Linked DNA regions of Sus scrofa: region 2 is linked to region 1. A link is a contact called in public HiChIP or PLAC-seq data. All regions are on one chromosome and are shown on one strand. The core of a region is the stretch at or near the end of the contact, and the rest is flanking DNA. Distances in the headings are between cores, read along the strand shown.

Region 1 (6,950 bases), core at 1,982-4,481:
ACCTACTCGTTGTAGGCCTGAAGGCAAGTCGCTCACTTTCTCTGTGACTCTTTCCTCATCTTTAAGATGAGCGTAATAATTGGACAGATCCTCTCGGGTTGTGTTGGGGAATGAATGAGTTAATACTTATAAAGTGTTCATATACACAAGTGTTTGGGAAATGAACAAAACCACCCCTCACCCTCTTACAGGAGCATCTATATACAGATGACAAACCAGCCAGGGGTGGTGAACATCATCAATGGAAGTTGTATCTAGATTAGTTCTCAAAGGAGTTTCCATTGTGGCTCAGCGGATTAAGAACCCGACTAGTAGCCATGAGGATGCGGGTTCGATCCCTGGCTCCGCTCAGTGGGTTAAGGATCCAGGGTTGCTGTGAGCTGTGGTGTAGGTCACAGACGTGGCTTGGATCCTGTGTGGCTGTGGCTGTGGCCTAGGCTGGCAGCTGCAGCTCTGATTCAACCCCTAGCCTAGGAACCTGGGAACTTCCATATGCCACAGGGCATATATATATTTCTATAAAAAGAAAAATAAATAAATACATACATATATACATACATACATACATAAGTTCTTGCAGGGGCCAACACGGTAAGCCCAGCACAGACACTGGCTATGGGGTCCAGCAGGCTTTTGATCTGAGCTGTTAAACTGAAGAACACGTGCGGAATAAAGTCTGGGGCTTTCATCCCAGATTGGACTTGAATTAGCTGTGCCACTTGGAGAAGGAATTTCATTTTTCTGGGCCTTGGTTCTCCCACGTAAAAGCTGCTAGCTCTGTTGAGACGAGGTGACATGGCACAGGGGAGAGAGGACAGAAATGGGTCCAAATGTCTTGGGTTTTGGTTCTCCCACATAGGAACTGTATAACTTTTTTTTTTTTTTCTTTTTCTTTTGTCTTTCTGGGGCCGCACCTTTGGCACATGGACGTTCTCAGGCTAGGGCTCAAATTGGAGCTATAGCTGCTGGCCTACGCCATTCTGAGCCTCGCCTGCAACCTACACCCCAACTCACAGCCAGGCCAGATCCTTAACCCACTGAGTGAGGTCAGGGATTGAACCTTCGTCCTCACAGATACTAATCACATTCGTTTCCGATGAGCCACAACGGGAACTCCAGAACTGTCTAACTTTTGATATTGAGTGAGCTTCATTTCTCTGAATTTCAATTTCCTCTCCTCCAAGAAGAAGAAAATGGAACCCTCCCCAACCCCGGCCCAGTATTTCACAGAGTTACAGACCAATAAGAAAATGAATTTGAAGCCCCCTGCCAAAGACAGTTCTATAAGAACATCTATTTCTGGATAGTAGGTGGACCCTTAACAAATATTTGTGGCAACAATTCTATGACTTACTATGATCTGGAATAACCCCCCCTTCTTTCTCTGTGGGTCCCTCTAGAATCTAAGGTCCCTGAAGGCAGGATGTTTCTGTCTATATTCCCTAGTGAGTGAAAAGTAAGCACTTAAAAACTATTTGACTGAATTAGCAGAAAGTAGGAATGCATGAATCAATGAATAAATGACTTTGAAGTTGTAGGAGGAGCAAAACAAGACTGACCTAAAGATTTTAATTAAAGCCAAAGTACTCAGAGACAGAAATATCTTCCTGATATGCAGGTACAAAGCTCTCACACATCACAGACTCCTCTGAATTCTTTGGGGAGGTGGCCTGGGTGGGAGACCGGCAGAGTTAAGATACTCAAAGTGGTTAAATTAACATACTCAGCAGGTACGCTGACTTTCTAAAGCTGAATACCAACTGGGATAATTAAAGGATAGAGCCTTGTCCTTTTAAAAAAAAATTGACTCCCCTATAAACTACCAGGTGACAAAGGTATAATTGTAAGGATACATAAGGAAACTTTTCTTCTCTGTTCTTAATTTAAAGAAGTCCCACTTTACCTCCAAGCTGAAGGATCACACAAATCTGTCAGAACTAAAGGGAAAGTTACAAAACACTATTTTTTTTTCTTGGTTTGATTTGTTTTTAAAAATTAAGCCTGCAACATCCTTTTTTCCCCCCAGTCACCAATTGGACCCAGGCTGGGAAGTGGCTTGTTCCCCGGGGAGGATCCGGAGAGGGGCAGCTTCTCAGCAAGGAGACGGTCACTCCAGCTCTGCCCTGAGGGATGGAGGAATGCCCAGGAACCTCCTCCTTCGTTACTCTTTGGCTGTGTGGCTGAAAATAAAATCTGCCTTTTTTTTTTTAATGCTGTTCTAAAAATAGGGGGGTTTGGCTTAAATCCGCCAGTTGGTGTTTTGATTTTTAAATTATGTGCAAAAAATCATGCTTAAGCCCTACTGAGCACCAGTAAGTAACTCAGGGACGTTGCAATTTTATTTTGATTTCAAAGTTCTAAAATGTTCATCGTCTTAGACACAGGGAGAGGTGAAAGGAGATAAAAGGAGGGTGACAAGGATGTTGAAAGCTTTAACTTCAGTTTGAAAGCAAAAGGCAGCTAGACATCCCTCAAACCAATAACATATTTTAAAAGATTTTGGAGGCTGGGGTTGTGGGGCGGGGGGGGGGAGGGGAAGAGAGGATAATTCACTCAAAAGAAGTGGAAGAAAAACTGGTGAGTTTTAATTTATATTTTTCCTGGGGTCATTTCTGGAACCCAACTTCATACACACAAAACGGCAAAAATGTAGCTTTAAAAACACAAAGACTCTTCTCGGTGTTGGGTGATACAAGACGTGGTCTTTGAGAAAAGAGTTTTAACGTTTCCCTGATTAGGCACCACTCATAACCAGAAAGTATCTCAAGAACGATGGTGTTATTATAGCATCTTAATGAATGAAGATTCATTCCACATGAAATGGGGCTATTTTTAAAAGGCTGTCATATAATGGGAGGGGAGTGAGTGGGGAGCATTTATAAAGAAGCCAGTACCAGCGCTATCTGTTTCCTGACAAAAAAAACTGAACTGCATCAAACAATTGACTTCCCCAGTGCATTTGAGTGTCACAGTTTTCAGCTAATCTCTTGCGGACCAAGATTTGGAATTCTGGCGTGTGTGGGTAGCACCATGTGTGAACTGTCTCTCCTCCTCTCCCCGGAACAGACACCCACAAACCGATGGGGGTGCTCTGAAGGTTAAATTGGATAGATCCATTGTCCAGGAATGTACGCTATGCGAACAATGTCAGCTCCCCGTGCCAAGGCAGAGATATTGTGGGACTTGAGGCTGCTGGCCACGGGGAGAAGGATGGTGGGGCGTTGCTCTATTCACTGGGGCCAAGTGGGAACCTGCGGTGAGTGGCTGCAATGTTTCAGTCTCCTAATCTGCAAAGAAGACAAATAATTACAGAACTGGCTATATTAAAACCAGAGACTCTTAGTCTGCATGCAGGGGGAGGGGGGTGGAGAGAGGGAGGGCAGGGATCAGAGAGTGTTTTCCATTTTAGGGAGGACAAAAAAGAAAAAAAGTCGTCCTGCAAAGGGGATCACGATTTGCTTTGTAAAGGGCTCTTCCGTTTGCAAAAGAGTTCTGCTGAAGAAGGGAAATCCTGGGTAGTTAAGAGTTTGGTTTAAGATCAATAAAGAGATCCCGGGCTTTTTAGATGCTGGTGACAGAGAAAGCAGTGCGAGGAGGCAGGCGGCCAATCAGAGATCAATCTCACAGGAAAGTCAGAGAGGGCCAGCAAAGATACCAGGGGCGTCTGGGAAGACAGAGTTGGCTTTACAAAAATCTCCTTTATACATTTTTTTTTTTTTTTTTCTTCAGAGAAACACAAGGGATGTGAGATCGTCAATGGAGGCATCGAGAAGGGGGCAGGAAGCTGGGGGGGAGGGGGCAGCCAGGAGAGAGGGTGGAGGAAGGGCCGCAGGCTCTCCCCGGGGGTGGCAGTGTCTTATTTGCACCCTCTGAGGGCTCCTGAAAGAATTAACATGCGCTGCCATTCTTGTTTTTCCAGTGGTGACTTCATCCAGTCCCTGCAGAAACTCAGAATTAAATGTCATGGTTTTGTTTTTGGGGAGAGCAACCACCCCCTACGCCCCAAGGAGGGAGTTCTGCATACCGCGGAGGGCACGCGAGGACTGAAGCGTTTGCGGAGCCGCTGATCATTAACGCGCTGAGTTCGGAGGCAGGAACTGCCCCTTTCTTTGCTGACTCTCCCATTTCCTTCTATTGGATCCTGCCCTGCCCTGGTTTACTTTCTGTTTCTCCCACTCATTTCCACGCATTCTTCCCTCACACAGCGTCCAGGAGAGCCTCTTCCTTTCTGTAGACGAACGGGGCACTTCCCTCTCAAATCCTCCTTTTTTCAAAATGAATTCATCTCGACTTATTTTTCCAAGCCCCCTCCCTCTTCTCACTGCCGGGCGGTGGGGGAGTTCCTCTCCTTGCCCAATAATGCAGAATTAAGTTGAAGAAAGCTCTGTGAGAAACTGTAGGTAAAAAGTTGTTCCAGGAGTTCCCATCGTGGCTCAGTGGTTAGCGAATCCGACTAGGAACCATGAGGTTGAGGGTTCGATCCCTGCCCTTGCTCAGTGGGTTGAGGATCCGGCGTTGCTGTGAGCTGTGGTGTAGGTTGCAGACGTGGCTCGGATCCTGCGTTGCTGTGCCTCTGACGTAGGCTGGCGGCTACAGCTCCAATTGGACCCCTAGCCTGGGAACCTCCATATGCCGCTGGAGCGGCCCTAGAAATGGCAAAAAGACAAAAAGACAAAGAAAAAAAAAAGTTGTTCCAGAGGCAGAGCCATCTGGCAATTCCATGTGAGGGCAGACACATCTGAGTCTGCAGCTCAGTTTTGTCACCTACTAGCAGTGGCTAGGTTACCTGCCCTTCTTAAGCCTCAGTTTTCTCATCTGCCAAATGGAGATAATTATGTAAAAACCTTGCAAAGGGCTGAGAGAGATTTGAATGAGACAAGCCTATGAAGCATTTCCAATTGGTGACCACAGTAAATGCTCCATGAAAGTTTGCATTATTATTGTTATTTAAACCCTCTGGATAGGCGTGCCCCCCCTCCTTCCCCTACAGCCTCAGGAGTAACCAGGAAGCTAAAGAACAGCATCATATGGAAGCCTCGGGTGCAAGTATTTGCTGACTCAGCCCCGGGGAAGTACCCTCTGTACTTCTCAGAGGCAATGTACAGAATGGAGCAAAGAGCCTGTGTTTAAGGCATTTCCAATCAGGACACAGTGGTTGATCTGGAGGCCTTACCTGGCAGCCCAGCCCCAGCCACATTCCCCTCTCCACAGGCTGTCAGCATTCCCAGGGGCCTGTAGCACAGCCCCAGACTCAGGAATTTTACAGCCAATTTGCTCCCTCCCCCCATGTCCCTTCTCCCTTTTGGTGACCTCAAGGCTTGAGCTCAATGAAAAGCAGCAGCTCTGCCTTACAAATAAGGCAAGGAGCCTGCGTGCCATCCCGAGTCACTGGTTAAGGTCTGTCTCGTGTCTAGACACTCCCAGAAAATGACACAGAACATAAAGTCAGGCTCCACATCTCAGAAAGCCATATTCACCAGGGTGTGCTTTGGAGCTGGAATTTGGGGCACAGGGGATACACCATTATCCAGATTGCCAAGAGCCTACCTTTAAGGTGTGGGGGGCTGGGGGGTGGGTGGGGAGAAGAAAGGAAGGAAGGAAGGAAAGAAAGGAAAGAAAGAAAAAGTAGGGGGAGAAAAAGAGAAGCCCGAACCCTTCCTAATAAGGTAATGGCACATGCCAGTTGTGGTTTCCAATTGCTCAGCATCTGGGAGTCATATGACATTCACTGCAGCCGTGGCTTCACGCTTGTGCGTGCGAGGCTCTCCGGGAAGAATTGGAGAGTCTTTGGTGTGCCTCTGGGGATGACAAGTGAAGAGCGACAAGCTCCCCTCCTTGAGGCTGCTGCCCTCAGGACCCGAGCTTTGTAGCTCAGGCACTGGGAATGCTCTCAGGTTGCTCTGCAGGCATGCTTTCTCCTCTCCGGCTGGGTACAAGCTTCTTGAGGGCAGAAACGCTCCTTTATTTCTTTTGTTTCACCCTGCCATGCTTATCAGGGTGTAATCCACCCAGGAGTTACTCAATAAATGCCTGATGATGGACTCAGGCTGAGAATTCTACAGATCAGTAGGTGATCGCTTCATATCATTAACCCCCAACTTATAAATCGGCAGGGTTTCAAAAGGTGGTTTCAAAGAAGGCGCTTAAGGGGCATATTTTCCCATAGAAACGGTGGTATCACTGGGGGTTGGGTTTCTAGGTCCACTCGCTTCTCAGAATATGCTACACATATTTACAATCCTTCTCACTGAGCCATGCCATTTGCCTTGGACACATGTTAGACTGGCAAGTACATGCGCAGAATAAATTTCAGTTCTTTCAGTTTAATGACTCAGCTACAGCATCACTGACTTGTGCGGACTGCACCCCTCCCCCTTATCGGATGTATTTCCTATTTTACAACACTTTGCGTAGCATCAGGCAATAATCTATACACTAGATACTTAAAAAATAACATTAAGAGGGAAGGAATTATTTTTGATCATTAAAAAAAAAAGATGCATGCCCTTCTGCTTTTGCTTTTTATTAAAATATTTTTTCAACAGTGTTTAACTATCATCTAGGTTACCTGGAATTTCCCAACCACACATACATACACCCTCCTATACATGCATTCATAGTCTATTTCCGAAAAAGACCTGGAGTAAAAATCATGGCCTCGAAGACTGGCCATTTATATTTTTGTGTAGATAGCCGTGTGGTCTGGGGAAGCACTATCCACTGTCCAGGATGCGGCCTTCCAACAGGTCAGGGAGGCAGTGTCTGGGACCATGTGTACAAAAGTACAAGCACCGGAGTTCCCATCGTGGTGCAGCAGAAACAAATCTGACTAGGAACCATGAGGTTGCGGGTTCGATTCCCGGTCTCGCTCAGGGGGTCGAGGATCCGCTGTTGCCATGAGCTGCGGTGTAGGTCGCAGACGTGGCTCAGATCTGGCATTGCTATGGCTC
Region 2 (6,950 bases), core at 1,654-4,153, 150 kb before region 1:
GGCTAGGGGCTTAATCAGAGCTGTAGCTGCTGGCCTACACCACAGCCACAGCAACGCAGGGTCCAAGCCTTGTCTGCGACCTACACCACAGCTCACGGCAACGCTGGATCCTTAACCCACTGAGCAAGGCCGGGGATCGAACCTCATGGTTCCTAGTTGGATTTGTTAACCACTGCGCCACAATGGGAACTCCCACAAATTTGACTAGTAACCATGAAGATGCAGGTTTGATCCCTAGCCTTTGCTCAGTGGGTTAAGGATCTGGTGTTGCCATGAGCTGTGGTGTAGGTTGCAGACGCAGCTCAGATCTGGTGTTGCTGGGGCTGTGGTGTAGGCCGGGGACTATAGCTCTGATTCAACCCCTAGCCAGGGAACTTCCATATGCCACTGGCGCAGCCCCCAAAAAAAGCAAAAAAAAAAAAAAAAAAAAAAAAAAAAAAAGAACCGGGTCTCATGCCTCTGTTCTGAGTCCAGACACAAGATTCCCTGATAGCCGAAATCCCAGGAAAAAGAAAGGAAACCTCACATTGATTCATTTCAATTGCCATCACCCTGGGGGTGTCATGGCTCAAAATTTAAATTGAGTTATAGTCATAAACTGCACGAAGTGTTTACTGAACCCTTAAGATTCTAGGTGCCAGGCGAGGCACTGAAGGTGGGGGGAAAGGATTGAGTAAAACAGGGGCCTGGTAGTGGCCCCGTGGTCTCCATTCCTGAAATAGAACTGATGCCAGGGCTTGCCTTCCATACATGGTTCTCTAGTGCGTGCGGTAGTGACCGCAGATGCTGCTCAGCCGCTTGCTTTGTGCTAATCCTTGCACTGAGGGTGTTTCTATCCCGTTTTACACGGCTTCCTGGGGCTAATGAGAGTTTCTGAAGACCACACAGCCAGCGAGGTGGCCAAATTGGGATTCAAACCTAGATGTCTCTGAGAGGCTACATTGTGTGCCCCTCCCCCTACAGAGGTAGAAATCCTGGCTCCTGGTACCTGTGAATGTGAGCACATTTGGAGAGAGGGTCTCTACAGAGGTCATCAAGTTAAAATGAGGTCATTAGGGTGGGTCTGATCCAAATGAGGACCCGTGTCCTTGCCAAGGGGACAGTTAGACACAGACATACGCATGGTCACGCAGAAAGGGTCACGTGACAGTGCAGGCAGAGAGCAGGGCAGTGCATTGACAAGCCCCAAAGATTACCATCCAACCACCAGAAGCTGGGCAAGGGGAATGGAACAGATCCTTCCCTCACAGGCCTGAAAAGCAACCAAGCCTGCCAACGCTTTGATCTTGGACTTCTAGCCTCCGGAACCGCGAGACAATAAGTTTCTGATGGTGAAGCCACCCAGTGTGTGGTATTTGTTACGGCAGCCCTGGGACACTAATTCAGTGGCTGACTCAAGAGCTTGTGACTTAAACCACCAAGTTATCCAATCATTTTGCTGAAGCGTATGCTCCTGTTATAGCTGGATTCTAGGGAAGAATTCTGTCTTTTCTGTCTGCTCTATTAACCCTTCTTCGTCTCCTCCCATCTCCTTTGCACTATTTTTTCTCCATATATTTTTTTTTTCCTTGACCACACCTGCACTATGCAGAAGTTCCTGGGCCAGGAATTAAACCTGCACCACAGCAGCGACCTGAGCCAAAGTAGTAGACAACGCTGGATCCTTAACCTGCTGAGCCACCAGGGCATTCTGCCATATTTTTGTTTTGTTTTGCTTTTTCTTTTTTAGGGCTGCATATGAGACATATGGAAGTTCCCAGGCTGGGGGTCGAATTGGAGCTGCAGCTGCCTGCCCACGCCACAGCCACAGCCACAGCAATGTGGAATCCAAGCTGTATCTGCGACACTGTATTCTTAACTCACTGAGTGAGGCCAGGGATGGAACCGGCATCCTCAGGAACAAGATATCGGGTTCTTAACCCACTGAGCCACAGCAGGAACTCCCTTTCTTTCTTTCTTTCTTTCGTTGTTTTGTTTTGTTTTGTTTTGTTTTGCTTTGTAGGGCCGCACGCGTGGCATATGGAGGTTCCCAGGCTGGGGTTGAATCGGAGCTGAGGCTGCCGGCCTACACCACAGCCGTAGAAATGCCAGATTGAGCCCCGTCTGCGACCTACACCATAGCTCATGGCAACGCCAGATCCTTAACCCACTGAGTGAGGCCAGGGATCAAACCCTCAACCTCATGGTTCCTAGTTGGATTCGTTTCTGCTGCGCCACAATGGGAACTCCCCCTCTCTACTCTTTCTTATCAAAGACTTAATTCAGGTGCCCTATGATTCTACCTTCTTAGCTCACTAGGAATGCCAGAAACATAGCCTGTACTCTCAGACCTCTGGAGTGTGGCCGAGACATCTCTCTGCCTGATGGGCCCTCCCCTGCGTGCCAGTGACCGCCTGGAAAACCTTCATCACCCTTCAAGTGTGAGTTCCCTTAGTCCCCTTCCATGAAACCATCCTTTCCTTGAGATTGACTGTCTCCTTCCTCTAAGAACAGCAGCATGAAAACATTTCCCACCTGGGGTCACCACTGGTAAGGGACACGGCTGTCCTCTTCGGTATCCTGAACGCTTCTTGAAGGCCCAGGAATCATAGGGGCTTTAAAACTTCCTCACACTCCAAGGCAACTGAGTCTCTAGACTTCCAACTGGAGTTCCGCACCCCTGCTTCCTCTTCTGGCCTCTCCAATTCGCCTCCCCATAAAAGAGAAATATCTTCAAATTACTCTATGCTTAGCACATAGCGGTCTTATTAAAAGGTTTTCAATCCAGGCAAGAAAAGCTGATCCCACTTCCTTCCTCTCCCCTTCCTGTATTTTAACAAGGTTTTGTCATCTCCTTGAGCCAGCCTCAGCAGAGATGATTTGGCTAGGTGAGCATTTTATTTTGGCATCTGCGGAGGGTGTTGGTTGGAGCCTTCTGTCCATATATTGTAAAAGAACACAAACAGAACAGAAACATTCCGTTAGAGGCCGTGGATCCCTTCCAGCTCCAGATGAAGGCAGAGGCCCTGCTCCTCGGGATCGGAGAGCTGGCTGGCTCTGCAAGAGGAGGGGAGTGGGGAACAAGGCTGACGGTGGCCTCTGCCGCCCAGTGGGACACCTGCCTTTGACGGCTGCAGGGATTTGGAGGGGCTGCTGGCCTGGCCCTTTGCAGGGACCGTGCTGAGAACTCTTCTCCTTTTTGGGAAAAGAGATCAACATCCTGTGAGGAAACCTCAATCTGGACAGGTTTTCCTTGAGAAGAATCCATTCTGACGTAAGCCTCTCCCAGCTGGCTTTCTGCCCCTGACCTTTGAAAGTGCAGGCCACTCCACGCGGCTGTGGCTGCTTCTCTGAGGAGCTTCATAGCCATGAATTTTATAGGAGTTGACCCAAGAAGAAGCTTTTGCTTGCCTGACTGAGGGGCAAGGTAGTGACTGCAATACCCCTCTCTTTTTCACCATCACAGCCCAGTGGGTCTTTAGGCACAACTTGATCTAACAAATAGCGTGGAGCTCCTAGAATGGCCTTAAAGCACTGGGGTAGGGGAAGGTGTGGTGGGAAACTTTTTTTTTTGGATTTTTTTTTTCTTTTTTTTGGCCACACTGGAGGAAATGGAAGTTCCCAGGCCAGGGATGGAATCCGAGCTGCCGTTGCAATCGACACTTCAGCCTCAGCAATGCCAGATCCTTAACCCACTGTGCCACAGCAGGAATGCCTCTTTTTTTGGTTGTACCACGCAGGTATACCTTTATGCTGATAGAACAGCAAGCCCCCTAAAGTGCACGGCTTTCATAAGATAAAAGTTCAGTTCTGCATCAGGTACTAGTCCAGAGGGAGCTTGTCGGATAGGGGGTCAGTCGTCTTCAGTGTTTATATTTTCTTAGGACCACACCCAGACCTCCGTCTCCCAGTTGGGAGGTAGGAGGGAGAAAGAAAGAAAAGTGCTCCCCCGGCGTTCCGCTCACATCCCACTAACCCGAAACTGGGCACCTGGCCACGTCGAGGTGTGAGGGACATGGGGAAATGTCATCTCTGGGGGAGCATCCATGCGCCTAAGAGGAAGACAGGTCCTTTACGGAAGAACTAACACCGATGGGTGCATACTAGTCTCTGTCACCCTTTCTTGCCCTTATTCACCCAATCAATCATTATTTATTGCATGCCAGCCGTATATTGGCACAGGGTTTATGCCGTTCTTACAATCCACATGCTGTGTGGATGCGGATGGGTACCCGCTCAGCTAAAACGTCATACCCGCTGTGCCGTGTTCATTCATAAAGCATTTGCATGTTGTGGATCTTCAGGAAAGGACAGACTCCTTCCGTCTAGAGCGATTCATCCATTTGTTCAAGACGTGTATTGAACGCTATGGTCAGCAGCCTCGAAGACGGCCTGATACCTCCTGGTACCCATGTTTTGTTCGGCCCCCTCCCCTTGAGGGTGGCCTGACCCAGTGACTTGCCTCTAACAGAACCCAGCACAGTGATGGAATGTGGTGTCTGAGTTCAGGTTACAAAGAGATGGTGACTAAGTGATTCCCTTCTTGCTCACGTTCTCGAATGAACGCTCTGTCTGGCTCTGTCTCTCTGAGCCATGACCCTGGGGGAATCCAGCTGCCATGTTTGCAGTAACTCTATGGAGAGCCTCAAGTGGCAAAGGGACAGTGTGTTCAGTCCTCAGCCATGAGGGACCTCAAGGCTGCCAGCAGCCACGTGGCTGAGCTTGGAAGTCAATTTTCCCAGGCCTGCCAACAGCCTCATGAGCAAGCTTGGAAGTCAGAGCCTCCTGCATTAACCCTTGAGATGACTGCCCAATGAACACCTTGATGGCTTCCTCGTGAGAGACTCGGGACCACAGTCACCCAACTCAACTGCACCTGCCCCTGGCTTCCTACCCACCCGCAGAAACTGAGGGAATCAGTGTTGTGGCTTTAGGCTGCTAAGTGTCGAGGGAATTTGTTAGGCAGCAATAGATGATAACCTGTACCTACTCTTTTCAGGTAGTGTGCTAGGATGTTAGAACATGAAAAATAAGTGAGGCCTAATTCACTGTGTTTGGGAGGAGACGGTCCTTACAACGCAAGGTGGAAAGTGTGATATGGGGATGGGCTGAGCGGGAGGTAGGGGCACAAAGGAAAGGCTCCTTATCCAGAGGACCAAAGGAGCAGAGGAAATACATCCTGGAGAAGTCCAGGCTTGCAGGGGAAACTAGGGGAGAGGTCAGTCCATGGAGGGGGACATGGTAATCCCTGGAAGTGAAATGGTGTGGTGTCTGCATGGGAATCAAGAAGCACCGCTTGTGTGCACAGCACGAGGTGGAGAAAGATGGGGCTGGAGAAGTGATGAGAGACTAGTCTCGTCTTGTGCCAGTAATTTATTTTTAAATAATCCATATTATGAAGTCCTGCTTTGGGTGAAAAGGAGGTGAAAACAAAAGCATTAATAAAGGAACTAGCATGTTCCTCTCAGCAGTTCCAACACCTGAATTTGAAGAAGCCAAATTCAATTATCTGCAGAACACAGACGAGTGTAATTTGCTTCATTGTTTTTGCTCATAAACTTGAGCATGAACTGTTGACACGTTTCTGTGGAATAATGATGGTTCCTCCTGGAAACCCGGCCCAGGTGATGTCTGATGCTTCTACAAGTGGGAAACTGGCCCTTTCAGCTTCAGGATTTTATGAATTTACATTTTGAAAATCTGAGGAGAGGCTTGGTTTTCCTCCTTTTTCCTCCCTTTTCCTCTTCTTCCTTCCCTCCCTCCCTCTCTTGCTTTTTCTTCCTTCCTTTTTCCTTCTTACTCTCTTTCCATCTTGTCCTTTTGTTTTTCAGAATGTTGAAGGCTCCATATTTCTAGGCTCAGCTTTGCAAGGGATGAAAAGGAAACAAAAGCACTCTGTTCTCCCCTGCCTGGAGGATTAGCTCTAAAGATTCTTAAACTGGCCCTTGGAAGGCTCTCTGGGTCACTACAGCTCATGAGTGAGTCTAATGCTTCAGCAGGTAACAAGGTTATTTGAACCAAGATGGCCACAAAGCCAGGCTTGTGGATAATAGTGCCGAATCAGAAGAAATAATAGTGTTTAAATTAACTTGTAAGAGTTCCCGTTGTGGTGCAGTGGAAACAAATCTGACTAGGAACATGAGGTTGCGGGTTCGATCCCTGGCCTCGCTCAGTGGGTTCAGGATCCAGCGTTGCTGTGGCTGTGACGTAGTCCCTCAGCTCTAGCTCTGATTAGACCCCTGGCCTGGGAAACTCCATATGCTGTGGGTGCAGCCCTAAAAAAAATAAAAAAAAAAAACTTTGAAAATTAAAATGTTTTATAATACTATTTCAAAACAACTTTATCTGGAATCCATCATCTCCAACATGAAGTAAGGGTCAGGTGCCCTTGTATGTGGATTTCACAAGCCTTGCTTGGGGGTGGGAGGCAGGGGTTTTGGTTTTGAGCAGACTCCTAGAACCAAAACATCACCTGCTGTGTTGGGTTTTGCTGGAGATTGCATAATCCCCTTCCAGATCTAATCAGGCCCTCTTCTTACAACGTCAGTTTGCTCCCTTCTCGGGGCTCCATGTAAGAGTGGCTTGTGCCTCCATCAGCACCTGCAGGAATGATAGTAAAATATCAACTGAAAAGGTCAAAGCATCAGAACAGACATAGTGCTGGGCAGCATCCCCAAGGCCCCCCTCTATGCCAGCCGTCACCCTTTTTGTAGGGAGGTCTGTTGGATCCAGAGGAGGGACCAAATAGCAAGAGTTTGTTTACAGGTCTTGGGGTTCCTTGGAGGCTCAGATTCGAATAGGCTGAATAATTTTTTTTTTTTTTTTGCTTGCTTTGTTTTTTGGGGCCATGCGTGCAGCCCATGGAAGTTCCCAGGCCAGGGATCACACCTGCACCCAAGCCGTGACAACACCAGATCCTTAACCACTTGGCTGCTTGTGAACTCTTGAATAATTGTTTTCATGTCTGTCTT

What was found. HiChIP or PLAC-seq counts read pairs in DNA pulled down with a chosen protein or histone mark.
Region 2: a contact with region 1 is called in an H3K27ac HiChIP or PLAC-seq map of skeletal muscle, with 4 times the contacts expected there. The contact joins two enhancer-like sites. A contact is called at or near these places in 5 of 47 Hi-C or Micro-C datasets (embryonic fibroblasts, heart right ventricle, liver and 2 more) and 1 of 2 datasets of contacts at active chromatin or transcription factors (skeletal muscle).

What each region holds. Positions count from the first base shown.
Region 1 is chr6:144,865,577-144,872,526 of Sscrofa11.1, reverse strand. All of the region lies in intron 2 of GNG12 (guanine nucleotide binding protein (G protein), gamma 12), which reads right to left. Among named protein-coding and RNA genes, the nearest start is that of GADD45A, 75 kb to the left of the region's middle. Within about 2 kb of position 3,231, at least 44 of the 83 cell types and tissues checked have an H3K27ac peak or open chromatin away from gene starts, as enhancers often do. A contact at or near this core is called in skeletal muscle, where this site is marked.
Region 2 is chr6:145,013,859-145,020,808 of Sscrofa11.1, reverse strand. No RefSeq gene overlaps it. Among named protein-coding and RNA genes, the nearest start is that of GADD45A, 73 kb to the right of the region's middle. Within about 2 kb of position 2,903, at least 19 of the 83 cell types and tissues checked have an H3K27ac peak or open chromatin away from gene starts, as enhancers often do. A contact at or near this core is called in skeletal muscle, where this site is marked.